Linked DNA regions of Gossypium hirsutum: regions 1 and 2 are each linked to region 3. The links are chromatin contacts, called in public Hi-C maps. All regions are on one chromosome and are shown on one strand. Each heading gives the region's core, a stretch centred on a gene start, on an enhancer-like site or on the middle of the called end of the contact. The rest is flanking DNA. Distances are from core to core; before and after follow the strand shown. Region 1 has its middle 59 kb from the start of LOC107963125. Region 2 has its middle 32 kb from the start of LOC107943278. Region 3 has its middle 7.8 kb from the start of LOC107962070.

What was found. Hi-C and Micro-C count contacts between places; a contact is called where the count stands out from the background.
Region 1: a Hi-C map of leaf shows a contact between it and region 3, with 3 times the contacts expected there. The contact joins two enhancer-like sites. A contact is called at or near these places in 4 of 34 Hi-C or Micro-C datasets (fibers and leaf).
Region 2: a contact with region 3 is called in a Hi-C map of leaf, with 6 times the contacts expected there. The contact joins two enhancer-like sites. A contact is called at or near these places in 4 of 34 Hi-C or Micro-C datasets (hypocotyl, leaf and petal).

What each region holds. Positions count from the first base shown.
Region 1 is chrA06:118,615,630-118,619,642 of Gossypium_hirsutum_v2.1, reverse strand. No RefSeq gene overlaps it. Among protein-coding and RNA genes, the nearest start is that of LOC107963125, 59 kb to the left of the region's middle. Within about 2 kb of position 1,757, at least 1 of the 9 cell types and tissues checked has an H3K27ac peak or open chromatin away from gene starts, as enhancers often do. A contact at or near this core is called in leaf, where this site is marked.
Region 2 is chrA06:118,588,263-118,592,795 of Gossypium_hirsutum_v2.1, reverse strand. No RefSeq gene overlaps it. Among protein-coding and RNA genes, the nearest start is that of LOC107943278, 32 kb to the right of the region's middle. Within about 2 kb of position 2,500, at least 4 of the 9 cell types and tissues checked have an H3K27ac peak or open chromatin away from gene starts, as enhancers often do. A contact at or near this core is called in leaf, where this site is marked.
Region 3 is chrA06:118,689,439-118,693,479 of Gossypium_hirsutum_v2.1, reverse strand. No RefSeq gene overlaps it. Among protein-coding and RNA genes, the nearest start is that of LOC107962070, 7.8 kb to the left of the region's middle. Within about 2 kb of position 1,914, at least 5 of the 9 cell types and tissues checked have an H3K27ac peak or open chromatin away from gene starts, as enhancers often do. A contact at or near this core is called in leaf, where this site is marked.

The sequences.
Region 1 (4,013 bases), core at 508-3,007, 74 kb after region 3:
AATTTATAAATTATTTTTTAAAATTTAAAAATATAAAAATAAATATTTATACATAAATTAATAAAAATAATTTTATAAAAAAATTATTATCATCCCTATTGTTATTAATAGGAGGACGTGAGTTCAAGTGCGATGAAGTGTATTATCTTCTTATTTATAAGTTGAAAAAAGATTATAAATAGTTTTAAATATTATATAAAAATAAATACAATTAAAATCTATAATAAAATTCTTCAAAATAATAATAATATTATCTTCAGTAAAATACATAAAAATGGATACATTTATTCCAATACAATACCGCCGTATCTATCTCATTTCTTTTTTCTCTAACTAATAATCTAATATACATCACCTATCATTAATGATTTGAAAGTTCAGTTTTGTTGCTGTGGTTGTTGTCAATGACTTGGCTTCTATTAGAATGGCAGGCGCCTCTTTTAGCACCAAAAGTTGTTGGAAAATTGTTTTCAAGTCTTGAAATTGATGAACCAACCCCTCAAGAGGTTCACAAAATTGAGACGAAACTATAACTAAATTTCAGAGTAAAATATATTTTTTTTAATTTGGTGGGTAATTAAAATCAAAATAATTATTAATTTTGGATTTAAATATATTTAATTTTGTATTTTTTATCAAATCAATTCAAAATGGTTGAAAAAAATTAATATTTGTTAACTTTACTGATGATGTATATACTTAAATGACATGTCGACATTTAATTAATTTTTAAAATTTAAAAATATTTATTTATACTTTTTAATAATTTTAATATTTTTTTGAAATTTTTAAATTCTAAAAATTAATTAAATGTTGATATATCATCTACATGATAATTCACGTTTATTCCACATCAACAAAGTTTTAAAAAAAACGTTAATTTTTCTATTCATTTTTGGGTGATTTAATAAAAAATACAAGTTTAAAGGCTAAAAAAGTAAAAAATTAAATGGAATGTTAAAGTAATTTTTTTTATAAAGTTGAAGAGTCAAATAAGTTATCATGCCATTAAAAATGACATTATATAGTATAAGGTTATATAGGTATATATATTTATTCATGATCCTTTCTTATTTTACAAATGAAATTATGCAAAGTACAAGAACTACACTAGGGGCACTACACTAGGGGCACGTAGAGGTCTGGACCCTCTTAAGATGAAAATTTTATGTTCTAGTCTATTTAAAGGTTGTAAATATATATATATATGACAAATTTAATTTTGGTCCATTTAAAAATGATAAAATTTTAATTTAAAATTTCTAAAAACTAAAAAATTAGAAGTTAATATAACAATAAATTTATGTTTTAACTCTCACAAAAATTTAAAACACAATCTCGATCCTTTTAAAGAAAATTTTGACTTTAACCTTGATAAAGTAAATCTTCTCAAAAAATAAACTCTAAATCGAACAGAAAAATCAAAATGGATCACAAAAAAATTAATCCTATAAACCGTAAAACAAAAATGAGCAAACCAATTGTGGATTAAGAAATGAAAAAATAGCAAAGGAAGACAGATATGTGTGTAAAATTATAACACGTAGCCAAAAAGAAATGTGTCCCCTTAAAATGTTTTCATATTGGACGTAAGTTGAAGGTTAAAAGGAAAGAAAAATGCACTTCCACTCTTATTGATTTGCCTGTCTATTTCATCTTTAATATAAACAGCCAAATATTTTATACTCTAAGGATGAGCAGCTTTAAATGTAAACGATTCATAATTGTCAACCCCAAATCCAATGCCAACTGTATCTACTTTACGAATTTACTACTGCTGCTCAGTGCTTGACTAGGGAAAGTACTGCGGTTTCCACGTATATTAACTTTGTCATTGACTTCAATTAATTAAAAACTATTTGAGAAATCTAATTTCAAATTTAGGATTGATGGTCACTCTCACTATCACATCAATAAATTGCTACCCTACTCCTAATTACTATAGTCTATCAGTAAGTTTTTAGGTCTTTGTTTTTATTTCAAGAACAATGAACCATTTGAGCCACATTTCAATTTCCCTCCTACTTTCATCATGCCAGTTTTTTTTTTTTTACCTCTCATAACCTATGTTCAATTAATTGCTTTTAGATTTACAAATTTAATTTGATAATATTTAGTTTGGATTTTATCGAAATTTAGTCATTGGAGGATAATAAATAATCAAGTTTATTAATGAAGTAAATGCTATTAAAAGTTGTGTCTGTTTTGCCAAAAGTCCTGCAAAGAGAAAGTGAGTAATGGGGGCATTATAGCTTGAACTCCGGGATGCTTTCTAATTATTAAGTCAATGAGAACCATTAGATAATGGTTGAAGTAAGAAGGGGTTTCGATAGAATACCAGTAAAGAGATGAAGATGAGGAAGATGTAGATGATACCTGATTTTCGCACATGACTTGAAGTCATCTTAGGTGTTAGGAAAATCAGGATGTTTCCCTCTTAATGTAAGTTCAATGCTGAACACTTAATATCAATTTGAAGCTACCTAAACGTAATGAATAAACCTGACAAATAACTATTGAAATTATTGAATATAAAAATGAACCCCAAAAAACTAAATAAAGAGAATAAGGGAAACAACACACTAAATTTGTGAGGCTTGGCAATTTGCCTATGTCCTCTAACACTGTACCAAATGATGACTTCATTATCTCAAAAAAAAATTAATCAAACTCTTAATTAAAGGATTTCCAAAACTACTTTTAACGATTTTTAAACTATTGAGACATTTCAAAAAGGAAAGGGTAGGCGTCATTATATAATAAGCATAAGATTCCCACAACTCATACTTTCCAATTTGGGATTCCAAAACAAAGATCCTTTTTATAGGGAGCCTATGACACAAACAAAGTATACTTTCCCAATGTGGTATTACAAATAAAACCAAAACTCAACAAGTCTCCACCTTTGGCGAGTTTGATAGTCCCACTCAGACTTCTCAATTCTTTCACTCTCCAAATTTGATGAAGTTGTCTTCTATAATGCCCCCAAATGCGCTCATAATTGCACCATACACTCAAAGGTGTTTAAGCTTACAAGATAATAATCAAATCCAAACAATTATTGAGCTTAATTACTACCACCACCCCAAGTTATCATACCCACAAGATTTCTACTATTGCAATTTTCTAAAGTCGAATATTTCTTTATTCAAAGATTTCTCGCTTAAAGTGACCCTCAAGTTGATATGTTTAGTTCTTGTATGGTAAATTGAATTTCCTCTAAATGAAAAACATTATGACTATCAATATAGACTAATATAAATTTGAAAAACTCCTAAATCTTCTAACAATCCACTAAGCAAAATTGCCTCTGCAACAAATTCTGAAACAACCATATACTCTACCTCTGTAGTAGACAGAGACATTGCAAAATGTAAACGTAGACTTCTAAGTTACTAGAGCTTTAGCAAGAGTAAATAGATCTAATAGTTTATCAACAATGATCAATGCTTATCCAAACCACCAGTGAAATCTAGATCAACATTTCCAATCACTTATTGAGCAAGTGTTTTATCTTGTTCAAAGACTAAACTAATGTTAACAATTTTCAAAAGATACCACAGAATCTATTTCATAATCTACTAAAGTCTTTTAGTAGGAGACTTGTTCAAAGACTAAACTAATGTCAACAATTTTCAAAAGATACCATAGTATCTATTTCATAACCTACTAAAGTCTTTTAGTAGGAGACAGAGGAAATGGATTGAGTTAATAAAGGATTATGATTGTGTCATTGATTACCATCCTGGAAAAGCAAATGTTTTAGCTAATGCCTGAGTAGAAAGTCATTGACAACTCTAAAAGCAATGAATTCTAATTTGAAATTAAAGTCAAATGGATATTCATACATTACTTTGTTACGAGCTATGAAAATGCACAAAAGGAATATGTCAAGCTAAAGTTAATCAAGGAACAAGTAGAAGATGTAAAGAAAAATGGATTTGAAGTTGACAATGAAGGGAACCTACGATTTTAAGGTAGATTATGTGTACCTAAGAGTGATGAACTGAAAC
Region 2 (4,533 bases), core at 1,251-3,750, 100 kb after region 3:
GCCAGGTCCCATCCACTTGCACAAATGGCTTGCAGTGGGGAAATGCGCGCACACATGGATCAAACGTCCAGAACATCCGATGGAAAATTCGTTTTCCCAACTGTAGTTGGTCATCCGAGCCGTAATAAGGTCGCGTCTGTAACTCAATGACGGTCCCTGGTACGTACTCCCGCATAGTGGCTATCCATCCCTGTAGCTCGTTATATGACGCATCGAAATCCCCATACAATTTCTCTATTGCCATCTGTTTTGCTATCCATGCCTTTCGATATGACACCCGATACTGAAATCGTGCTTGTATTTCGGCAATCAGTACCGAAACGTTAATGGTCGGCATGTCCTTCACCATTGGCATATACACGTACAGATAGTTTTAGAATCAAGTTTTCGATGATCTTCTATCATACGTGTTGATGTGCATGTGTGAGGCGTAACAAATTTGCGTATCTCCCACATCTGCGATTTTTGAATAAATGCAGCTCGTACCCGCCAATTGCAGCCTTCCCCCGACTTCCAACACTCTCCAATATATAATGTCGGTTTAGACACTGCAACTTTATAATCTACTGATATATTCATGCTATACCGCTTAATAGCAAATACGCACTCTTCTTTACTTTCGAATCTTTGGCCAACGAATAACTCCTCAGGATCAGAATTTACGGCCAGTCGGTGAGCAGGAAGTATTTCAGGGTACTCTGGAAACTCGGCTACATGCGCCATGTCGGGGTCTATGAGCGACATATGTGGCCCAGGATTATTGTGAATCACAACACGTCGCATCTGGTTCCCGACCGAAGACGCGTTAATGTTTCCATCGTCATTCACGTCTTCATCATCAATATCATCGGGGACATCATCCACATCGGGATCACTATCACTATCGACTTCTTGATAACAAGGATCACTACTATCGTAACCATCATCACCAACCACATCCATATCGGGTGTAACATTAAGATCGATATCGATCCCACCTATAGTCGATTCACTATCAATGTACGATATTGGAGCCACCATGCAAGGTTCTTGAGCTCTATGTTCTTCACCATATGCAGTGAGATTTTCATTTTCCTCCATACCGGTTAACTCAGCAAATAAGTGAATTGGTGCATTTTTGTCACTCCCATTCCCACAGTAAAGAGTGATCATTGTCTCCACGTCTTCGTCGTCTACAAGTTCCATTTCAGTGAATTTGATTGGATCTGTCGAAACTGGAAACTTGTAGAAAAGTTTCGAGATTCTTCTCCCACAACGTCTAACAATTTTTACGTTAATTCTTCCCTTCATATCATCCAACGAGACATTTCTATTAAATCTCATTGCTATTTGTTGCCGACATTCAAATATACATCCAACGGTTGTTGTCAAGATAATTCCATCGAAATAAACGCATACGAAAAACTGATTATCCATCTTCAATGCTCAATCTGTTAAAAAATAAATAAACTTTCTCAAAATAATTTCGAACACCAAATAAACTACTTAAATAAAAAATTTAATTACTCAATATGCAATTTTTGTCATTCATAAGCTCATAGTTTTTCAGTTCTCATTTTATACATAAACAACATTTATCTTTATATTTAACCATTTAAAATCAACCTAAAACGAGTTTTTTACCCTAATAATATAAAAAATAAAATAAAATACCAAAATAGGTTGTTTGAAAGATTAAGTGCCAAAAGTGCCAAAAATGATACTTAATCTTTCAAACAACTTATTTCGCTATTTTATTTTATTTTTAAATAATATGGGTAAAAAATCTACCTAAAACACATATAAGAAAATAATATATTCTTGACATAACATAAATAGGCTTTTTTAGGTTTTTTTTTACAATAATAATAACTAACAATAATTATAGTTTTTTACTAACAATAATAACAATATTTTTTTACTAACAATATTAATAACTGACAACAAAAAAAAATAAAAATCAACAATAATAATAACAGCAAAAACACATTAACAATATAAAAATTCATTATTTAAAAAAAATTATACCTTCTTTTTCTTCATTCTCTTCTCCTTTCTTTCCTTTTATTTTCTACTCCTTGTTGCTGAATCTTGCTCCCGGGGTTGCTGGTTCTGGTTGGTTTTATAGCGCTTAGGTGCCGCCTGTGGGACCCACACAACTGGTGCCGCCTCTGCCAGAGGCAACACTGGTGCCGCCTCTGGCACCCACATGTCCAATATTTTATTTTTTTTTTCGTTTTCAGCTTTTTTTCTTTTTCAATTTTTTTTACTGTGCGGTTACTGTTTGTCAGGGTGGTACCGCCTGTCAGATTGGCGTGACCACCCTGACATACCATTTTCGTAATTACTTTTTTTGCTGTATTATTTTTGAATTTTTTAATTTTTTTTTATACTTTTTTAGTAAAAACCCTGATATGGGGTAATGGACAATGACATTTGGGAGGGGAGGGCCCCGTAGAGATGGACATAGGGCCCTACTTCTAGGCCTATAATGGGAGGAAAACATGGCATCCATTTCCATTCCATGCATGATGCATCTATAGGCTCCCCTTTTATTTTATCCATATGTTTCCTCTTTCAACTTTAGCAGAGGCCAATAATTGTAGATGATGTCATGGCTACACAAGGCCCACCTGGTTTCCATCAAGTCCCCTTATTTCACACCTTCTTCGATTTTTAGATAATTTGATTATAATTTTTAATTTTAAATCAATTCAAATTATTTATTTAAATCAAATAATTACAATAATTAATTATAATTCAACCCAGTTTTTTTAATCAAATTCAATCCAATTCTTTGTATAGTTTTGATCAAGCCATTTCTGATCTCCCAAGTAATTTTCAATTTTTTTTATAATTTTTATAATATTTGATAAATTAAAAGATTAAATATTAAAATTTTAATTATTTATTTTAAATTATAAAATATATTTGATATATTACTCACGTATGAAACTAATTAAACTATTTACTAAATATAACTTTTAAAGAATTTAAAAGTAAATTATTTAAACAATAATATTAAAGAAATAAATAAATAAAAATAATTAGAAAAAAATCACCATGATAAGTAATTCCTTAACTACTAATTATTTTCCATATTTTTCATTGAAACAAATTCTATCACTTTTTTATTATTATAAATTATCAATCCTGTTAAAAATTCAATCAATTAAAATAATAATTTTCAATTTATTTAAGTTTTTGAAATTTGAACAATCAAATTAGTAGTTTCTAACTTATATCCTGAACAAAATACCTATATTTGTAATGAAATTTCTATTGTTTTTTAAATTATTTGTTCATCCGTAAAAATAGAATTGACTTACATATAACTGAAATTTTATGTTATCATAACTATACTTTTTATAGTTAAACATTTTGAGTCAATATAAATTTCATTTTAAGTTTATTCGATTTAATTTTTTTTCATTCAATTCCTTAAAATATTAAATTAATTTTGATTGATAAAATAAGACTCATCAATTTTATTAATTTAAAAATTTTCATTTAAATTGATTTGATCTAATCTAATACTCATTGCCAATAAGGCTTTCTAGATGCTTTAAATTCTTAATTAACCATATCTGAATTTTACTATACGCAGTTACGATGTATATGTTTTTAATCTTACAATGCGTGAGTTTTGTTTGATACTATACTATAATTGATCGGATATATATTTGTACTTTAAAATCTAATAATTAGTCATAGTCAGGGTTTGAGTAGATTCGGGTGTAAGCTAACCGCTAAGGAATGACCCAAAATGTTGGGTGCTGTTAAAACCACAAACTCACAAACGTAAGTGTAGCCACAAAGTGTGGGGAACTGCCTTCATTCATTGTCTCAGCCACCCTTGTGCCTCAGATTTCAGACATTTCCTTTTTTTTTTTCTTTGTTATTCATCGTACTGCTTCTGATTCATTTACAGAAAACTATATTTATTGTGGTTTTAATATGAAGTTACGTAGGGAATGAATGAAAAAATTTTAAGTGGATCAGAAATTTGATGCTGGCTGATCTACCAACTAAAAAGGAGGCCAACCCTAGCTTCAACCTTTGGATTACATAAAGAAAGGCTTATTATATACAAAGTCCATGCTAGATTGGTACAAGTAAATCACTCACACACATTCGCAATTTCTATGATTCCATCTCATATGGGTGAGCACGCTTAACCAATGACTCAAACACTAAATTATATACCTCGATACTAAGTTTCAAAGAGGAGAAAACAAATATTAGGGTTAATTTATTTAAACAACTTAACATGTATATATAAAGACAAAGTATGTTGACGTTATTCTAACGACAAGAGTAGTATTTCTCGTGGTTTTCTTGAGTTATCAACATGACCAATAGAATATATGACAGCCTAATTAGAAAAAAAAAACAAAGATGCTTGAAATGATCAGAAAAGTCTTAACTAATGTGAGGCAAATGCAAAATAATGCACAAATTTATGGAACATGCAAAGAAGAAGACAAATATAGGAGGGGATTTGCTGCATCGTATTAGAAGAAAACAAAACAATTAGGCAGGGAGTTCCATTTT
Region 3 (4,041 bases), core at 665-3,164:
AGATACTTTTCTATACAAGCGATGGATTAGCTCCTAGAAAAGCCTCCATTAAATTTGATCCATTGAAATATTTTGCTCTAAGTAAATGCGTTGTTAGTGAACCCAGGTTTTCTATTAGACGCTAGCCCTGCTTCGCTAGTAGTGCAATATTAAATTTTGACAAATCTCGAAACCCCATCCCCCCTCATCTTTTGGCACAAACAACTTTTTCTATGAATACCAATGAAGACTTTTTCTTCCAGATTTCTTTTGCCACCAGAAACGGGCTATGACAGATTCCAGCTCTTTGCAGACTGACGACGGTAGCAAGAAACAAGTCATAGCATACAAAGGAATAGCCTGAAGCACAGCTTTAATAAGAACTTCCCTCTCACCCATAGAAAGTAATCTCGAACTCCAACTAGATACCCTTTTAATTAACTTCTCTTTAAGCTCCTTAAAAGCCATCTTCTTATTACGCCCTACCATTGATGGAAGCCCGAGATATTTTTTCGGATTAATGTTCAAATTAACCCCAAAAATTTGACACACATCTTCTCTTTTATTCTGATTGGCATTTGTGCTGAAAAAGATCCCAAACTTGTCGAAATTAATATCTTGACCTGAACTCTGGGCATAGACCTCCAAATTTTGTTTAAGCGCTTTAATCCTATCAACTGTTGCATCGCCAAAAATTAGGCTATCATTGGCGAAAAATAAGTGGGTAACCCAAGAAGTGTGTTTATTTATATGAAAACCTTTAAGAACACTTATTGTAGCTGCCATTTGAAAAAGAGCTGATAAACCTTTTCCACAAATAAGAAATAAATAGGGACTAAGAGGGTTTCATTGATGAAGACCCCTTTACGGGAGGAATGAATTACCCATCCCCCATTTATAACCACAGAGTAAGAAACCGAGGTCACACAACGCATGACTTTCTCAACCTATTGATCCGATAAACCTATCTTTTGAAGCATAACTTGCACAAAAAACCATTTAACACGGTCATATACCTTACTCATATCAAGTTTTAAGGTACATGATCTTTCTATCCCTACCCATTTCTCTTTATTGAGTGTAAAATTTCATATGCTGCTATGATGTTATCGGTAATGAATCTTCCCGGAACAAAAGCACTTTGTGCTTCGTCAATGCAAAAATGAAGGACCTTTTAAAGCCTATTCACAAGCATATTTGAAATAATTTTGTATAAAAAATTACAAAGACTAATAGGTCTAGAATGAGTCATGAAACGAGGAGAACTAACCTTGGGGATCAAGACAATTCTTGTACTGTTTATTTCAACCATGTTATGAAGCCCATACAACGTCTCAATGCAAAAATCTACCACCTCTTTACCTACAATATGCAAAAACCGTTAATAAAAAATCACCCCTAAACCATCCTCCCCTAAAGGTTTTAAAGGGTTCATAGCTTTTAAAGCCAAATACACCTCTTTGTAATTAAAATCCCTTTCAAGATCCTCATTTATCATTTGAGATATACATGGCTCAACAGCTTCCAAAATAGAATTTGGGTTTCCAACACCTTTCGATGTAAATAAGGTATTAAAATAATCTGTGGCCAACACTAATAAATCAGTATTGCTCTCATGAATATTACCCTTTCCATCCACCCTATTTCTCCGTCGACGATCTGTTGCCAATCTATAGAAAAAAATTTGTGTTTCTATCCCCATTTTTTCGCCAATTCGCTCTGGCTCACTGCTCCCAATAAAGCTCCTACCTATCAGCCTCTATGTTAAGCGCCAGTTTTGTCTCCACAATTTCTCCCAAAATCTCATCTGTGGGAATAGCTTCATTCAATTTAAGCAACTATTGTTCAAAATCTTTCCCCGTTAGAGACCTCTGTTTTTTAATTTTGTTGAACCATTTCTTAAGGCCCATTTCTACCGTCTTTATCTTACTTGGAACATCACCCAAACTATCAGCCCAAATCCTACTAACCTCCATTTCACACGTTTCCTCCAAAAGCCATGTTGCTTCAATTCTAAAATGCCACTGCTTTGGATGTTGATTTCCAAAAATTGAATTAAGCAATAAAGGACAATGATCTGAAAACGCATGTAACAAATGAGATAAATTAAAATTCAAAAATAAATCCCGTCAAATAGAATTTGCAATACCTCTATCTAAATGTTCTTGAATATTATTATTTTTTATATGACCTTTTTCCCAAGTGGATCAATGCCCACTATAACCGAGATCAGTGAAAGAACAATATTCCATAACATCCCGAAATCTACACATTTGCCTTTTCCTCCATGGAAGCCCGCCTTTCTTTTCAGTTGAAAAAGTAATTTCATTGAAATCCCCTATAACAACCTAAGGAATATGTGGGGAGTCATTCAATGTTCGTAACAAGTTCTAATATACTTCACACATAGTCTCCCCTGGTGCTCCGTAGAACCCCGTACACCTCTGTAACACCCCTTACTCGTACTCGAGACGGGGATGAGGTACGGGGCATTACCAGAAAATACGAGCTATAAAATTTCATTTCAATTTAAAACCGATTAAACAGAATCGTATTGTCCCAATTATGGACCTACGAGGTCCAAAACATGCATTAAAAGTGATCTGGGACTAAACTGAGGACTTTAGAAAACTTTAGAAAATTTATAGGTTTAAGCCTCACACGTCCGTGTGGAGGCAATGCACACGCCTGTGTGCATTGGGACACGCCCGTGTCCCTTACCCGTGTTGAATTATTGGAATTTATTTTTCATTTCAAACCTGCAGGGGTTTTCATACAGTCGAGCACACGCCCGTGTCCCTAGCTCGTTTCTCTCATACGGTCTAGACACGCCCATGTCATCGCCCGTGTCCAAAAACCTGGACATTCTGTTTATGACGTCATCATCCATCTAGGGGCATTCAGCCAAGGCACACGCCCGTGTGCAAGGCCATGTCCTCCACACGACTGAGACACACAGCCGTGTCTCTGTCCGTATGTTTTCTACCATGCATACTGGCCTAAAAATTCAAGGTGCAGGGGACACACAACTGAGCAACACGCCCAAGGGGTGTGTCTATCCATGTGTACCTTTTTGGAGGCTATTTTCCAAGCCAATGGTCACCCTCAACATCCATACACATTTATAAACTTCAACGGTATTTAACATGGCCTAAATAGGTCCATAACCCACCTTGGCATAGTCTATTCCTTGTTAACCTCATATCATTGGTTTAGCACATGTTAGGTTATCCTTTTTGTATTAAGGATTACCATTTCAATAATCACATTTTATACTTGGCTCATTTTATAACTCATTGCCAATTATGACCTAACCATCTCCAAATGATTTGGCCACATTTCACATGTTCATTCATGATATACCGTATTTAACCATCACATGAAACATTTAAGCATAACCATGAACAATTAGTAGGTTTACAACCTACATCGAAATGAGCCATATCCCATGGCCATATACAAAATGAATAAGTATATCATTCAAGCCCTTATATTGGCTAGCCAAATAAAAAATATAACAAACTGATCAAGAATCCTATACATGCCATTATAACAAAATAAAAGTTTTTATATACCCAAGCAAGACAAGTTGATAGTGTTGACAATGCTCCAACTATCTTCCAATCTTCACGAGTCCTCGAGCTCTACAAGACGAGGAAAATGAAAGGGGGTAAGTATTTACATGCTTAGTAAGTTCGGATAACGGAAGGTAAACTTATCGGTCGTTTAGCATACAACCATATTAGATATTCACGCCAACATGCATAGTATAATTTCCCTATCACATACACTCAATCATTATGTTAGTTTCATGTCAATACAATTAAACATTAATCTTAGATGAGCTCATCATTTCAAGCATTTCTATTTTTGTTCCTCATTTTAATCCCATTGAACTTCTCGGAATCTCAATGGATATCTTATTTACCATCAAATCATGTGAGTGATTGTTTTAATTATGCACTCTTGTGAACCTCGCTCTTACGGCGGGATTACCAGTCTAGGTTAAATCCCCTGAAATGTAAACTCATAGAGTAATGTCTGGATTACCAGTCTAGGCTA